Regions from separate parts of the Mus musculus genome. Here region 1 is linked to region 2. Evidence: chromatin contacts called from public promoter capture Hi-C data. All regions are on one chromosome and are shown on one strand. The core of a region is the stretch at or near the end of the contact, and the rest is flanking DNA. Distances in the headings are between cores, read along the strand shown.

The links. Capture Hi-C pulls out chosen DNA fragments and counts their contacts.
Region 1: a contact with region 2 is called in a promoter capture Hi-C map of adipose tissue. The contact joins two enhancer-like sites. A contact is called at or near these places in 1 of 115 datasets of contacts at active chromatin or transcription factors (pancreatic cancer cells) and 2 of 9 other capture datasets (adipose tissue and liver).

Annotation. Positions count from the first base shown.
Region 1 is chr10:127,425,546-127,428,245 of GRCm38.p6, forward strand. All of the region lies in intron 2 of R3hdm2 (R3H domain containing 2), which reads left to right. Among named protein-coding and RNA genes, the nearest start is that of Gm23819, 23 kb to the left of the region's middle. Within about 2 kb of position 1,291, at least 84 of the 459 cell types and tissues checked have an H3K27ac peak or open chromatin away from gene starts, as enhancers often do. A contact at or near this core is called in adipose tissue and liver, where this site is marked.
Region 2 is chr10:127,575,069-127,577,768 of GRCm38.p6, forward strand. Lrp1 (low density lipoprotein receptor-related protein 1) reads right to left here. Exons shown (of 89, transcript NM_008512.2): 23 at 1,742-1,987; 24 at 1,372-1,569; 25 at 216-420; 26 at 1-50. Among named protein-coding and RNA genes, the nearest start is that of Gm16217, 20 kb to the right of the region's middle. Within about 2 kb of position 1,438, at least 44 of the 459 cell types and tissues checked have an H3K27ac peak or open chromatin away from gene starts, as enhancers often do. A contact at or near this core is called in adipose tissue and liver, where this site is marked.

The DNA.
Region 1 (2,700 bases), core at 41-2,540, 150 kb before region 2:
AAGTAAATTATAAGTATAGAGTGAGCATTTCAGACATGCGTCTTAAGCATCATTGCCAGGTTCTGAGGCACACACCTTTAATCCCAGCATTCCAGAAGTAATCTCAAAGGCCAGTCTATGAACATGCACTCTGAAAGATTATCTTTTCTCCTTTTTGACCATCATTTATCTTTTGGTTGGTTTGGGTTTGTTATTTCTGGTTTTGTAGAGAAACTCACTACATAAGCCTCAGATTTACTGTGTAGCCACCCCAACCTTAAATTCTAAGTCCTCCGACTCCAGCCACCTAAGGGCTAAGGCCAGGTGTCTGTTAGTAGGGAATGCCTAATTAACTTATCAGAGTGGACCAGGCCTCCATGTTCTCCCAGCATTCCGCTGTCCTACTGTTAAAGAGCATGGTTGGCACACCCTGTCCTCTACTCTGAACTCTCCAGTCCAGGGGCTGGGCTGCCCTTCCTTTGACCTTTGGCCTCCTGGCTGCTGTACCTGATCCCTCCCTCTCTCTTCCCTTCCTCTCCTCCTCTCCCCATATGGTTCAGGGTAGTGACCACTCTGAACTCTCTTAGATGTTTGTCCCTCTGGTTAGGTCTCCCTTATATTGATAATAAACTTTCTCCTCCACCATACTTAGGAGCAGCAGCCCTCCCATCCCCTCCTCTCCCTCTCCCTCTCCCTCTCCCCCCTCTCCCCCCTCTCCCCCCTCTCCCTCTCCTCTCCCTCTCCCTCTCCCTCTCCCTCTCCCTCTCCCTCTCCCTCTCCCTCTCCCTCTCCCTCTCCCTCTCCCTCTCCCTCTCCCTCTCCCTCTCCCTCTCCCTCTCCCTCTCCCTCTCCCTCTCCCTCTCCCTCTCCCTCTCCCTCTCCCTCTCCTCTATCTCTTTTTCATCCAGTGTGCACAACCATGCCTGTTTGGGCTTTTGTTGTAGTTTGATTGCTTTATTTTCAGACTCTGACTCGTGGCCTCCTCCTGCCTTAGCCTCCAGAGTGCTGGAGTTCTAGGCATGGGCTCCCTACCATTGTTCTGATTTACATGTTCTGCCTTAGCTCTCCATGTTGTGGGGGTCTTTGACTGTGATAGAGCTATCTCCTTGCTCAGGTGGGCTTAATTCTAGAGAAAATATGGCCATAGAAATGCAGCAGCCACTGAATCACTCTGAGTGGCCCCAGGATCTTGTCTTAAAAACAGTGAAGAATAATGAGCCAGGACAGCAGAGGAGCCAGAGCTTTACTGAGGTGGAGAGGAAGTCTGGCCTCCTGCCTGGGCCCTTTTTATGCCCAATACTTGGTCCTGATTGGCTTATGTAAACAAAGGGTTGTGCTGAGAGCCTTCAGCTTTGCTGAATTGGATGGCTGTGGAGGACTGAGATAGCTCAGGAAGAGCCTGCCATCCACAGAAGAAGTTACTAGGAGGGGGAAGAACCAGGAAGTGAGGAGTTGCTGATCAGCTTAAAGGCCCGTGGTCTTGTTATGTTAATATGTCACAGCCATTTAAAATCTACAGCTCCTGCCTAGCGTGTTGGCACACATTTAAATTCCAGCCCTGAGGCTGAAGCAGAAGGACCTGTATGAGTTCATGCAGGCCTACATAAGTGAGACCCTGTCTCAGACCACAGCACCATTCACAGCTTCTTAGGGAAATCCATGGAGTATGAACTTTATTCTACAGACTCTGCTCTCAAGGCCCAATCTAATATTTATATGCAGAAGGACTTCTGAGCTAAACTTAGAACTTTGGAGCTAAATTTGGCAAGATGTGCAGTTTGGGGCCAGCTGCTGCACCCACTGCAGTGCTGTCTGGGGAACTGGTGCTGCTGGTTGGCAGGTATTTCTCCTGAGGTCAGCCTAGAGCTTCTGCCTACACAGTACTCATCAAGAAGACAGACAACCTGCCAGTTTGTAACGCTTCTTCTTATCCTTATCTGTCTGAAAGAACCTACCTTACTCCTGTCTCTGTCATTTGGACATTTGCCTCTGGTGTCCACCTCTGGAAAGCCATTCCTTCCTTACTCTTCCGGTTGGGTGCTGTGCTCATGGTACTCCTCTTCCTCTGGATATCTGTGAGTGTACTCACTCATAGATATGGCATCCTGTGTATGGTGAGTCCTTAAAATACTGCCACATTTCTTAATACTGCCACATTTCTTAAAATAAACTGATTTGCAGGCTGGGTGGTAGTGCCTAGCATTGACGTGAAGGCTTTGTGTTCACTAAGTATGTACTGTGCCATTGAGGTGCCTTGACCTTCCCTCCCCAAATCCAGAATTTTAAATGGGCCAAATATCGAGCAAAAAATACTAAGCAATCCAACATCCTGTTACCCTTTATCTTCTTTTAGTTTTATGCTGTAACATATTTTAGAAGGAGAGCCTAGCCTTTAATGGCTGAGCCATCTCACCAGCCCACTATTATAACTTAGAGTCTTATTCTTTTGTATCTTTTGAAGTTTTTCTTTTTTTGTATTGCTTACTAACCTATCATAGTGCATTGACAAGAGCCAGCAATGTGTGTAACACTCATAACAAACTCTCTCTGCTTGGAGATTTTAATCTTCCCTGTACCTTCTCTAGTATATATGGAGAAAGAAGAGTTAATTTTTTTAAAAAGGGAAATGAACTGCAGAAAAGCAGGAAGTGGGCAAGTTCATAACTCAGTGGGCAAAAGAGATGCTCACCATTCTGACAGCCTAAGTCCAGTCCTTAGGAC
Region 2 (2,700 bases), core at 188-2,687:
CAGCCTCGATTCGTGGCAGGCTGGCATCCCAGTCTGTCCAAAACAGAATCCTAGGGAGGGAGGGAGGAAGGGAGGAGGGCCAAAGATGGGGTGGTCACACAACAGATAAGCTGGGGGAGTCAACAGTACCAAGAAGACAGGTGTCCCTGGCCAGGCTGAACACAGAGCTACGGAGCGGGGGTGGGTAGGGGGTGGGGGTGGGGCAGAGTCCTTACCCATCCCGAGGGTCCAGAGCGATGGCCCTCGGGTGCTCAATGTCACCCGCCAGCAGAGTGGTTCGGAGGGTTCCGTCCAGCTTGGCCACTTCGATCTGGTCCAGGTTGCTCTCCACCCAGTAGATGTTGCCTGCAATCCAATCTACAGCCAGGCCCTCTGGTGTGGCCAAGCCATACTGAATCACCACCTCAAAGCTGGTCAGGGCTAGGAAGAGAAGGTTGCAGGTGGTTAGAGACTCCTGGGCCGGGGCTTGGCGAAGGCATGGATCTCAGGGTCCCTCAATGATCCACCTTCACCCTGACACCTCTGCCCAGAGAGCTGAAGGGCCTGGCTCCCACTCTCCTCTCCCAGGCCTCTTTCCTCCTGGGAGGTAGGTGGGAAAGGGGGCTCTTGGAGGAGGGGGTGAGGTCAGCCACTTTGAGTATGTACTGTTCTGAGGTGGGGTAACCTGGGCAAGGAGGTCAGGGCTGATGGAAGCTTCTGGGAACATGTTTGGACATACTATAAGGATGATGGAACGTGCTAGAAACTACCCATTGAATGTCCTGAAGACACTCTACACTAATGTGTCCGTGTGTCTTATTATTTTAGAAACTGTCATGTGACGACAGCTCAGTTTACGTAACTATTCTCCTGAGGACGGACATTTGAGATGTTTCCAAGTTTCTTTTATAATAAACAACACAAACTCCTCTATTAAAACATGTCTCTTGCTTGCCTCTGCTCAGGGACCCTCCCTGACACACAACTTAAAACTATCTGTCTTGATCACTGCTGTATCCAGCGCAATAGATGCTTAATACTGAGCCTGTGTAGCTCAGGCTACCCCGAGACAGAGGTGGTCCATCCCTACATGGCATTTTCCTTCTAAGCCCAAAATTCCAAGACTGGGGAACCAGGCTTCAGGCCGTTCCAAAGAAAGGGTGATCATTTTGTTAATTATCAGGCAGCAGCAATGCTTACGATAATTACGGGGCATCAGGCTCTGAGACCCACAGCAAAATCCAACCCAATTAACTGGGGGAGGGGGGGCACACGGGGGATGGGCAGCCGAAGCCTCAGCTCCGGGGCCACCTGAATCTGGGCCCGTGACCCTGAGTACCCAAGTGCCATCTGTGTACAATCCTGGCAACTCTCCCAGGCCCAAAGAGTCACCTCCGTTGTCCAGGAGTTTCCCACGGTAGATCTTGTCCTCTACCACGTCGGTCCAGTAGAGGGCACTCTGGCTGAGGTGGAAGTCCAGGGCAATAGTGTTGCGCAGGCCAGGCACTAGGACGCTGTAGTCCCCCTTGTGAAGGTCAATGCGCCTGATCTCGTGGCGGTTGGAGAAGATGATGAACGGTTTGAAGGGATCTGGAGGGAGGCAAGTGTTCAGGTCAGCGAAGGGCTTAGAGCCACTCACTGTGCCACCCTGTCCTGGGATATACATACAGCGTCCCTGCTAGCCCTGGCCTTCAGCCCACTGTAGCTCAGGCGCGTGACCAGGCCTGCTTGGCTGGCTCACCTTGACCCCACTGCGTCTTACCCAGACTGCGGCAGCTTTCCCCGTCAGGCTCCAAGACCCAGCCCTCGTAGCAGGAGCACTTCACACTGAACTTGTTCTGGTCACACTTCTGGCTGCATTTGAGGTGCTTGGCACAGTAGCTCTGGATCTGGCAGGTGTGGTTGTCAGAGCCCAGCTCCATGCCCAGAGGGCAAGAGCACACGATGCCTTCACCAGGGGCCACTGAGCAGTTGTGACTACAGCCACCATTATTCAGAGAACACTGGTCTGGGGGACAGGAAAGAGATAGGGTCAAGATCTGGGAGGAAGCAGGACATGGCCCTGCCAGGCCTTCACATTTTTTTTTATCCTGTTCTGAGCCCCGGAGCCCTAACCACAGCTCAGCCCTGCTGAGCCTCTGTCTCCTTCCCAGTCTCTCTTAGGATCAGGATTGGGACACTAGAACCTGACACCCAGGACCATCATCCTTTTTCCTTACCCCTGTGTGCTCTCGATGCCCTCACGTCGATGGCTGGGACCTGGGCATTTTGCCTCCTCTTTGGGAGGATACTCAGGTCAAGGCCCTTTCTTTGATCCCTCCCGATTCACGTGTGACACAGGGCAGGGTGCAGAGGGGAATGCCCTGACCTTCCCAACACGCCCCACGGTGGCAATTTCTGGGCCAGCCTCAGATGGCTGTACCCTTCACTCCTCTTTCCCAGAAGTCAGATGACTTGTTTGTTCTGGGACGGTGTGGTTTGCTCAGATCTCCTCGACCCTCCTCACTCATTCTGCACACGTTGCCCATTTCCGGGAACCCAGTTAAATTCCCTCCTCCAGAAGTCAGCTCAAATCATGCCTCAACCCTGTGCCTCACCCCCAGCCTGGCCTCCCTTTTCAGTGGTCTGACTGAGGGTGTCTGACCCAGGTCAGGAGTCTTAACGGCTCCCTCCCTGCCCTGCCTTCAGAGTGGGATGGCCCTGGATTAGTTTATTTAAGGG